Linked DNA regions of Mus musculus: region 2 is linked to region 1. A link is a contact called in public Hi-C data. All regions are on one chromosome and are shown on one strand. The core of a region is the stretch at or near the end of the contact, and the rest is flanking DNA. Distances in the headings are between cores, read along the strand shown.

The links. Hi-C and Micro-C count contacts between places; a contact is called where the count stands out from the background.
Region 2: a Hi-C map of the HPC-7 cell line shows a contact between it and region 1, with 4 times the contacts expected there. The contact joins two enhancer-like sites.

Annotation. Positions count from the first base shown.
Region 1 is chr3:133,676,227-133,682,137 of GRCm38.p6, forward strand. No RefSeq gene overlaps it. Among named protein-coding and RNA genes, the nearest start is that of Gm40153, 16 kb to the left of the region's middle. Within about 2 kb of position 4,270, at least 3 of the 459 cell types and tissues checked have an H3K27ac peak or open chromatin away from gene starts, as enhancers often do. A contact at or near this core is called in the HPC-7 cell line, where this site is marked.
Region 2 is chr3:134,602,829-134,608,540 of GRCm38.p6, forward strand. No RefSeq gene overlaps it. Among named protein-coding and RNA genes, the nearest start is that of 4930539C22Rik, 180 kb to the left of the region's middle. Within about 2 kb of position 2,838, at least 28 of the 459 cell types and tissues checked have an H3K27ac peak or open chromatin away from gene starts, as enhancers often do. A contact at or near this core is called in the HPC-7 cell line, where this site is marked.

The DNA.
Region 1 (5,911 bases), core at 3,020-5,519:
CCTCTGCAAAAGCAGTGAGCGCTCTTCACTGCAGAACTCTTTCTTTAGCCCTTGCTAGCTAAAATTTTCTGAGCCAGGTTCCTATAGCTCAGAGCCCAGGAACTCCTGATTCTTCTATGTCCACTTCCAGTGTGCTGGGCATAGAGCACTCATGGCCACACCTGGCACAAAGAGGTTATTTTTATTTTAAAAATCTACCTCCAGTGACTGATACTCATGGAGGAGATGGCTAACTCAGCAGGACAGCCACCTCCCCACACAGTATACATCATTGCTTCTGAGATGCCGCTACCTGGCTACTTTCCCTGCTTCCCCTATAACTAGTTCCTGCCTGCGTATTGTTCAGGGAGTGATGTGTCTTTATCCTGAGAGGAGGTGGCTAAGTATCAGGCATTCTATCTTCCACAGGGTCTTTCAGCCCACTGTGAGGCTGAGTGTAGGGCATCTAGAGATGAACTCAAAAGAGATCCTCAAAGGTCACAGAGCCACTCACAGGAGCATCACATGATCACTTGGGCAGAAAGTGCTAATCAAGAATATCTGATGGTACTCTGGGAAATCAATCTTCAAGTATACAAGCAAAAAGGTATGGGGATTGCTTGTTAAAGTAGTTGGTTAAAGCGAAGTGAACAACAAATATTTGAGAGTAAATTCGTAAAATCAAGTGACTTCCATGATACTATTACAATAACTAAGTTATGGAACCATCTGTGAATCCACAGATGATGTGGCATATATTCTCAATGGGATATTTCAACTATAAGTACTAAAATTATGTCCTTTCTAGGAAAGTGAGGTGGAACTGGAGATTAAGATTTTTTAAGTGAATCAAGTCAGGTCCAAAACCCACAAATATCATATGCTCTCTCATTTGTGAATACCAGGTTTTCTGTAGATACATAAAATCAGGTATGGATATAGAGTGTGGTATTAAAGCAAAACTGTCTAGAGAGGAGACTGGGCTACTGGAAGGAAAGGGAAAAGAAGAGTGGAGGGGTGAGAGGGAGTGTGCTTCAGCACTTGTATACTCGTGAAGCTGTCTTCATGCACAAGAAATGTACATATATAAAAGTGTAAAAAAAGAGATTTGCAGTATCACTTGAGTGCCCTGTGAGCAGACTCCATTGTTACAGGCTGTGGGTGTCTCCCCCGATTAATTTATTTGTTTATTCACTTTACATCCTGATTGCAGCGCCCCTCCCTTCTCTCCTCCCAGTCCTACCCTTTCCTTTTTTTTCTCCTTCCCCTTCTTCTCATGGGTACCAATCCATTGTGGCACATCAGATCAAAGCAGGACTAGGCACATCCTCTCTGTGGGTACGTGCTTAAGAACTGTTTGTATGGTAACAAACTGTTGCTCAAAATCATAGCAGGCAACCATGACAACACTGTCAAAATTAAAAACTGTAGTAACTTTCTGGTAAAATTCAAAGAACAATCATTAAGGGGTAAATAGGAGCATGTTTCTCTTCTCTTCTCTTCTCTTCTCTTCTCTTCTCTTCTCTTCTCTTCTCTTCTCTTCTCTTCTCTTCTCTTCTCTTCTCTTCTCTTCTCTTCTCTCTCTCTCTCTCTCTCTCTCTCTCTCTCTCTCTCTCTCTAAACCAGAAACCATTTACTTAAGTTTGATTTCCTGGGTGAATAGTTGTATCTTGGTTTTTCTCAGTAATTAGTACAACAAAATGATTTTCTCAGAGGAATTTTGTTTGCAATGACCATAAGCTTCAGTTGAAAAACTACAGATGCTTCTAGGGGCAAGCTTCCAAAACATAAACATAAGACCAGCTTGGGATATTAGCAAAATATCTCTTTCCTCTTTTTCATTTATTTTTCCATGTGTCTGCGTATTTTGACTGCATGTATGTCTGTGCACCATGTGTGTGCCTGGTGCTGGAAGAGGCCAAAAGAAAGTGTCAGACCCCAGGAACTAGAGTCACAGGCAATTGTAGCATGCCACAACAGTGTTAGGAATTGAACCCTTATCCTCTGGAAGAGAAGCCAGTGCTCTTAACCACTACCTCTTTCTACAGCCCAGTGAAATGCTTCTCTATATTCTCTTATACAACTATACTTGCTGATGTGAAAACGGTTTTGTATCATTACTTGGGCATCATAACTATTCATTGAATGTCTGTTATTTCTATACACCACCAGGAAGCAATACTTTTGATATATTTTCACTATTTGAGAATTTCAAACATGCATATAATGTATTTTGACAATGTTCCATCTCGCTTTTTCCTCATCTCCTCCTACATCTATCCTCTCTCCACTTCCTCAAACTTTATACCATCTTATTTTCATTTATTTTTCTAATGCACTAAGTCCAGTTCGTGCTGCCCACAGTTTCATGGGTGTGAAGTCATACACTGGAGCATAGTTCACAGACTAAGGGTCACATCTTTAAAGAAAATTGACCCTTCCTCTCCCAGAAGCCACAAGCTATTAATAGCTCCTCAGTTTGGGGTGTGGGCTCCAGAGCTCCTCCCTCCTCCTTGCTAGGATGTTGACTTGATCTTGTACAGCTCCTGAGCAGGCAACCACATCTGTTGGGAATTCCTAAGTGTAGTGATTCTGTAACATCTAGAACATACTGTTTTGCTTTGGTCGTCCCAAACCTTTGGCTTTTACCATCATCTCCTTTCTTTTCTGTGATTGTCCCCAAACCTTGGGGAATTGCTGTGCTATAGGTGTCCTAGTTGTGTCTGAACACTCTGTTGACACATGTTCTCTGCACTGTACCCACTGTAAGTCATGTTCTCTGCACTGCACCCACTGTAAGTCATATTCTCTGCACTGTACCCACTGTAAGTCATATTCTCTGTACTGCACCCACTGTAAGTCATGTTGTCTGCACTGCACCCACTGTAAGTCATGTTGTCTGCACTGCACCCACTGTAAGTCATGTTCTCTGCACTGCACCCACTGTAAGTCATGTTCTCTGCACTGCACCCACTGTAAGTCATGTTCTCTGCACTGCACCCACTGTAAGTCATGTTCTCTGCACTGTACCCACTGTAAGTCATGTTGTCTGCACTGCACCCACTGTAAGTCATGTTCTCTGCACTGCACCCACTGTAAGTCATGTTCTCTGCACTACACCCACTGTAAGTCATGTTCTCTGCACTGTACCCACTGTAAGTCATGTTGTCTGCACTGCACCCACTGTATGTCATGTTCTCTGCACTGTACCCACTGTAAATTTCTGCATTCATTGGTGTCCAGTGCCCTTGGATGCTTTTCTGAGGATGTCTGAGAACTGCACTAATCTAGGGCTCTATAGAAAAATTAAAGACCAGTTTATATTATTTCCATTTTAGCAGAATAATGGTGGTAGATTCACCCCTGACACCTGTGAATTTCCCAGCCATGGATTCTTGACTAGATTTACAGTATCAAACATACATTTCATCTCGTGGCCTTAAATATAACCAGGGAGCAGTTGATTACCTTTGTGATATTCATGACACTATAAGTAAACAAATAACCCATTTTTTTAAAAAAAAACTGAGGATATCAAACTAAACAAAGAGTTCTCAAAATATGAAACACAAATGCCTAAGGCACTTAAAAAAGTGTTTAACATCCTTAGCCATTAGGGAAATGCAAATTAAAACTACTTTAAGATTTCATCTTACTCAAGTCATAATGGTCAAGATCGACAGACAGACAGACAGAAAACACATGCTATCAAGGATGCAGGAAAAGGGTGAAAAATAGATTCATTGTCAATGGGCATGGAAATTGATATAGCCAATATGAAAATCACAAAGATAGCATTGATATACCACAAGATCCAGCTATGCCACTCTTGGGAATAGACTCAAAAGACTCCGTATCTTAATCTTACCACAGGCACACATGCTTATCAGTGTTCATTGGTGTCCTATTTATAGTGCCAGATATTGGAAACAGTCTAGATGTTCCTCACCAAATAATGGGTAATGAAAATGTGACACAGTAGCAGTTTGAAATATTATTTGGCTGTCAAGAAAAAAAATGAAATTTGAAGGTAAGTGGACAAAACTAGGGAAAACACAAACAAAAAACTATCATCCTGAGAGAAATAACCCCGACTGAAAAAATATGCAAATGTTGCATAAGTCTTCTCTGATATGATATGTGGATTTTAACTTTTAAGCTTTAGAAGTGCATGTTTTATTTAGAATATCCACAGAGGCTTGGTAGCTAGCAAGGGATCAGGAGGGAGGAGAGACCCTTCCAAGGAAGGGCAAATAGAAACTGGTGTTTGTAAAGATATGAAAGGGAAACTAGACCGGGAGGGTTGATTGGCAGAGGAGAGGGCATAGCAGGGTAAAGGCAGGATATGGGGAGTGAGAACAAGCACTTGATGATTTTTATCTTACCTCACAGAGGTCACAGCTGAATAGTGCTGCTGGTGTCCCCCACAATCCCCAGGAGCCGACATAGCACCTTCCAGTTATATGAAAGGTAGCCAGCAAGGAGGAAACCTTCCTTGCTAGTATTAGCTTAATTTTTCCATATTCTGCAACTACAGCTGTACTGTGTCTTTAGCAAAAGCATCTTGCCATGAAGTTACAGTGGTTAATCAAGACCAGTGGCAATAGCTTATATTGTTTTGGAAGAGGGTTGTGTGTCTCTGGGACTCCCCTGAGCAACAACTTGAAGTGAGGGACTCTATATTTGGCCCTGTGCTTTTTCTATTAAAAAAACAATCTTAACCTGCACAGAGAGGACATGTCAATATGCCCTCGTGGATGGGGAGGGACTCATGGGTCTTTACTACTCCTAGGGGGCACTATAGACAGCTAATGGATGCTGTCGGCAGTGGGAGTATATTCCTCAGTGCAACAGTCACTGGTAAGTTGCACTTGCTCAAATGCATAACTTCTTATTCATATTCATGCAAATATAAGGTTCATGTTCTATTGCCTGAACAGGAGGGTTGAGGGGAAACTGAAGAGTCGATGCCAGATAATACCTACACTGTTACTCTAGGCAAAGGTTTCTAGGCAGTGGTAGGTACCCAGGAACTTTCTAGTACACACAGGCTACACACAGATAGGCTGCACACAGGTCACATAGTAGTAGCTACATAGACCTATGGGCAAACACACAGCAGGATGGTGAAGGCAAAGGGGCAGGCATAGGCCTCTGACTCCAAAGCTGTATTTTATATTGAATCCTACAATGTGGGAACTCTGCCAAAACAGTTCTGTAACAGGATGCATCACTGTTGATGTTGAGGTTCCCAGGACTCCTAGTGTCATTTGTTTAGTGCCAACTCATAGCTCCCCGAATGTCCCGAGTCAGTCATGTTTTACTTGGTTGACTTCTACCAGATATCCGTATCAAAGTCATGTTGTCTATGGCCTTTGGGTCCCAACAGCAAGACACCCTAATTTAACTCGGCAGGCCACAAATCCCCAAGAATAGCTACAAGAAAGTAAGCTAATCTGTAATAACCATGTGAGCTGGACATCATCATTCCCATTTTCCAGATTGAAAAAAAAAACCTGAGGTTTAAAACCTTGTTCACATTGTCAGAGATCACCCAACTCAGGTCCCACTGTCATCACACCACACTGCCCCTCCCAACTCACACAGTGAAACATAGCCCTGAACTATGGTCTAGTTTACTGCACTGGAGTCAAAGAGAAGTCCTCACCTGTGTAAGGAAGGGACGCCATCATAATACTGTGGACTGCCAAATGCATGCATGAATTCTTGCCCCTCTGTCCTCCTCTGTGAACTGTGCTGTCTATCTGGTTCTGTCATCCAGGTCTTTTTCGTCATTGGCAACAACCAACTTACGATTTTTGTGTGTGTTGGCAATACAATGTGCTGAGCACGTCAGTGCTGTCATCTTGCTGACATCTTCTGAGATTCCTTCCATGAGAGTGATTTCCATAGATTAAGCCTTGAATGGAGG
Region 2 (5,712 bases), core at 1,588-4,087, 930 kb after region 1:
TCTGATAGAGGAGAGTAATGACTGTGTTATCATTATTCCTCCTAATGCAGAATAAAGCACCCGGAAGAAAAGGCAACCTTCCTTTAATCCATCCATGTTTTCCCTCAATGCTCTCAGAGAGATACTCTCAAGAATATCTTCAAACTCCCCAACTTCTCAGCATTAAATCAATTAATCTAGCCTTTCAGTAATGTTCTCCCCTGTTGTAACCTAAAACAGGGTTAGAGGTTGTCCGTTGTAATTGGTTGTGCCGAAAGATCCTGTTGTTCTGATTCTCCATGGGCAACGAAGACAGATGGCCAGCTGGCAGGCACCCAGAAATTCTCGTCCTTCCTATTAAGTGCTACCCAAACAACCAAGTCTTACAGATGCTGACAGAACTATTACATTTTATTAGACAGATTTGCTTATAGCTGTAATTATATGCAAATAGTTATTTCTTATGGAATGTATACCAGTTATACTAATTTAAAACTTGGATTTTAAGGAATCAAATTGTAACGGTTACTTTTGAAATTATGCTCCCTAACTTTGATTTTACTTGTACTCTGTAATTTTTTTATTAGGTATTTTCTTCATTTACATTTTCAATGCTATCCCCAAAGTCCCCCCATTCCCTACCCACCCACTCCCACTTTTTGACCCTGGTGTTCTCCTGTATAAAGTTTGCACGACCAATGGGCCTCTCTTTCCAATGATGGCCGACTAGGCCATCTTCTGATACATATGCAGCTAGAAACAAGAGCTCTGGGAGGGGGGGGTAGTACTGGTTAGTTCATATTGTTGTTCCACCTATAGGGTTGCAGATCCCTTTAATCATTTTATTCATTTACATTTTAAATGATATCCCCCTTCCCAGTTTCCCGTCCACAAACCTCACCATACCACCCCCCCCCCCCGCTTCCTCTCTACCCTTTGCCTCTTTGAGGATGCTCCTCCACCCACTCACCCACTTCCGCCTCACCACTCCAGCATCCCCCTATGCTGCCATTTTATTATATGGGAGAGTCAACTTATTCCTTGAAGTTTTAATTTACTTTGATTTTTAAAATACCAAATTCAAAACTGCAATAAGGGACATATAATAATGAGTTATAAATAAGTCAGTCAATCACCAAATAAGTGCCCAAGTCCTAGAGGCAGATAACAGGAGAATCCAAATGAATTCTATCCTCAGAGGTGACAAAACCCTGATTCCCCAGAATGCTTGCAGGAGGCCCTGAGGTTAGATCAATTTGGGGGTGAGTTTACTGTTTATACTGCATGAAATTTCCATGATGAACATGGAAGAGGGGGTAGGGAGAATAAAAACAAATTGTATTGTTTCCAAATGTAAAGCTTGGCATTGAAATGAGTGAAACTTCTCTCACTTTTACTACAGAGTTCACTAAAGTCCACATGGTGATTTGAGCAAAGAGAGAGGAATAAGCCTTCAGTCTACATAAAACCACCTCTATTTCTTTTCTGAATTATTTCTGAGAAAAGTTTAAGATCAAGGACATATATTTACACAGAAGCCAAACACTAAATTATGGTTGATCTAATTATGAAAACTCAATTTGCCAAGTCAAACAACAATACTGCTGTTGCTAGAATTCTCTGCAGAGCAGTTACAAGTGAATGTTACATAGAATTTTGTTTTGGTTTTAGTATTTTGATGCAGAATTTTGTTCTTTGGTTGTCTTGCAAGGGCAAGCCCATTTTAATCTCACTAAGGCTAAAAGTTTATTTTAAAATTTCTTTGAATGAAACTGCCTATATTTTCTTATTTCAGAATCAAGGCACTAAGTCAGAAGATCGAGAATTAATGCAGAGATGAACATTAAGGCCCTGCCTTTGGAATCTAATTGCCCGATACTTGCTGTGTTGTTTTCCTGTTTTCTGCAAAGTGGTGTGTTGATGACACGCAACTATTCAATGTCAGTATGTGTGATTTTTAAGTTTCAACATTCAAAAGTCCAAACAGTAATCAAGGCACAGTAGGTTATGTTTGTAATCCCAACACTTGAGAGCATGAGGTGGGAGACTCCCTGGAACCTCAAAAACAGCCTAGCCTACATAACAAGATCCTATCTCATACAGAACAAACAGACACCTAAATTAAGAGAAATGATACTGAGTATAATTAGATTTGTACATTTGCCAATGTTTCCATTGTCTTATTTTGGAATAGTAAATGATAACGTAAGAACTAGACCAAAAATATAAAAGAGGCCCAGGTGAGAAACTCGCAGCTGTAAAGCTGTGGAATTTTTATTTTCTCCAAACTGAAACTCAAGGTTCCCGTTGCTAAGTCGACATAAAGCAAACCAGTGTAGGACAGAATGTTAAAGAGAGATCTGGGCAGGCCGACCTCAGATCACTTAGGGCTTAAAGCTTTAAACGTCTGAATAGTCTGAAAACAAAGGGGGAATAATATTAAAATTAAAAGAAGATTTAAGTAGAAAGTAACCACATGACTTGTATAATCAAAAAGTCTTAGGAGAAAGCCATCCCTGTAGCTGGAATTACTAAACTGCTCATGTGTAGAGAAACCACTTGGCACACATTGGCTGAGCTTCTCCAGAGAGTTGAACGCACAACACTGGAATCCACCATTCAGTGACCTGTAGAGATCAACACGACAGCTGAAGCAAACGGTTCCGCTGTGCTGCAAGGGTCTGTTTGCTTGGCCAAATACAGTCTCAGCAAGATATGCCTGGGACTATTAATTATGGAGACAAGCAAGGAACCAGAGGAAGAGCTCAGAAAACCCCCAACGAGGAAGCGGTCTCATTTCCCACAGAGCTCCACAGCACACACAGACTTTCTCCTGCACAGAGCACAGACAGGCTTGTCCTCCTGCTGCTTTATGTTAATTAGGGAATAAATAAGTGGCCAACTGTAGTCTGTGGGCATATGTTGGTCAACTGTCTCTGTCTAATTAGGTTGTAAGCCCACTGAGCAGGCGCCTCATTTAAATCTATGTTCTGGAAAGCATTCCACGGCTCTGCTGAGGTCCAGTGACTGAAAGGAAGGCAGGGCCTGAGGCTCCATCAGAAAGAAAAAGGAAACGTTTATGAATTCATGTGTCTATGTTTATATCTTGCCTAAAGCTAATTAAAGATTTTAAGTGACGAATGCAACTGTACTTCTCATAGAACAATGTCATGCGTCTTAGTCAATATGTTATAGTATAATAAAAAAGTATAATATAAAATAAAATTTATGTATAACATAAAAATAAATTTTGTTTGAATTTGTTACTTCTAACTCAAGTATGTATGATTTGCAATGGTAATAAGTATAAGTGTTCAATGTCATAGTTCCTCCATTAAATACCACGTCACGGTACTTAGATCACAACTGTAGAGTTGGCATTTACACGTGAAGGTGTTACAGGAATAAATGAATACCAGCACTTGGAAGGTTGAAGCAGGGGGTCACAAGTTAGAGTGAAGACCCTGCTGCAAAAGATAAAATTAATTCTTTACCCATGTTTATATATGTGTATGTGACATTGGGGTGCTTAATGATACTTTATCCATGTTTATATATGTGACTTTGTGTATATGTGTGTGGCTTTGGGGTGTTTAATGGATATTATGTACATAGCTACTCACCTTTTGTTCCCTGACTCCCTAATTAGAATGTTCTAGATATTGATAGTTAAAATTACTTACTCTAGAAATATTGAGAACATAGGCAAGAATCTCATATACAGCATTTTATTTGTTCTTTGTGACAGCTAGTTTTAGTTACCTTCTAACACATGTTAGCATAAATGCCAAACTCACATTTTCTTCCATGGCTCTCTTATGCCACACAATGGAAGCCTTCTAGAGACAACAGGCAGATATCTGCAGATACAGATGATCTATGGCAGAGATGATCAGTGGTATTGGTATTCTCCTCTTTTGTAATTGTGAAGAATAAAGCAGAAACTTTTAAATAAGTCAGTTTATTCACACAGGCTATTCCTTCAGTGAGTATGGGAATCAGAGACACTGTATATTGTACCACGTGCCATGTGCCCTGCCTTCCCTGGATTGCCTTTGGATATTTTTCCAATATTATTCTCTTCACATTCTTCCGTAGTAGACCCATTGGATTCCAGGTTAAAGATATGGGATTCCAGGAAGACTTCTAGGAAGGAGACCCAGCACCATTCACTCCAGGCACTATCAGGATACAAACATTCAGTATACCCCCACACTACTGAAAAATGAATGCCCCTTATCTCTGAGACTCTGCCTCTGTCTCGGGCTTAGGCTGTTCCCTTATGCTGGGGCTTCTCTAATATACCCACTGCTTCCTTAAAATTAAGTTTGTTACTCCAAGCTTATTTAAACGGAAATCTTATTTTTATGACTTCTCTGGGGTCACTTTCTCCAAGGGCTAATCCTAGCTTGCTAATCTGCTCTCAGGAAGTAGAAATTCTCTGGTTGAATCTTTGCAAATTTAATAGTATCTTCGTCTATCCATGGTCTCTACCACCATCTAATATCTTAAAAAAATTTTTTTTTGGAAATACACACACACAAAAAACCAAACAAACAAACAAACAAAATACTGTCTTATGCTACCTCCCCAATTAGGTAAAATTCTCTTGATACTGATAACTAAACTTTAATCTACACATACTGTATACAAAACACCTACAAAGCACTCTGTATGTATAATTTCTGTTTTGCTTTCTGGCATCTGTTTTTGGATAGCACTGGGACTATGTTAAATGCATAAAACAAGAGTTCCTTGAGAAACACCACTTAGCTAATGTTCAACACAGTCAAGTTGCATTTTTTCACCTTTACTGTTTTGTCATGTAATATATATTTATATTGTTATTAATATCTGGTTCCTTATGCACTAAATTGGAAATACCCAGCTGACAAAATTTTATGCTTTTAGTCTATAGTAAATTCTCTCTCTCTCTCTCTCTCTCTCTCTGAATGTGTGTATGTATGTATGTGTATGTATTATGCATGTATGTACATGTATGTATCGTTATACCATACTTTACATTTGCTGTAACACTAATTAGTGAGTCATGTATAAACAGGAGGTTCAACACTGTAAATGTAAATGTCATTTTTTGTAAAAATCAAATGGTTCAAACTACTAGAATATCTAAAATTTCAGGGGTTCTGCTGTACATAACTTTGTAATAATTTTAATATTGTAAAATTGGGTTAAGTAATATTGTTTGTTGTGACATATCTTAATCCATTCTTCATTGTTGATAGCATATAAAGGAAGCATACATATATCTCCAAACACATAAGTAAAATTTTGACATGCATAGGCATCAACATGCAAAGAATACAGAAGCATTAACATATTTTGTTCTCTGGTATTAATATGCAAAGCCATGGACACATTGGAGAAATGGCAAGAATCCTTTGCAGGATAAAACCCAACACTGGCATTTTTAAAGCATATTCCAGAATGACTCAATATGAAATATGCAACCATGATTTCTAATCATGATATTCATATTATTAAAAAGCCAGCTAGACAACCTTTTCTTCTTAAATCTGGAAATTTAAATTATTTGTGGAGAACTTATTTTTTAAACTATGTTTAAACACTGTGGTTTTCAATAAAAATTATGAATTTATGTCTGAGAAATTAGTTGTATATAGTTACAGTGTACTATTTCCATGGCAGCATTTTATTTTAAAATGTGAATTAGAAGTGATACAAATATTCTTTTAAGCTTTTGCTGTTTGA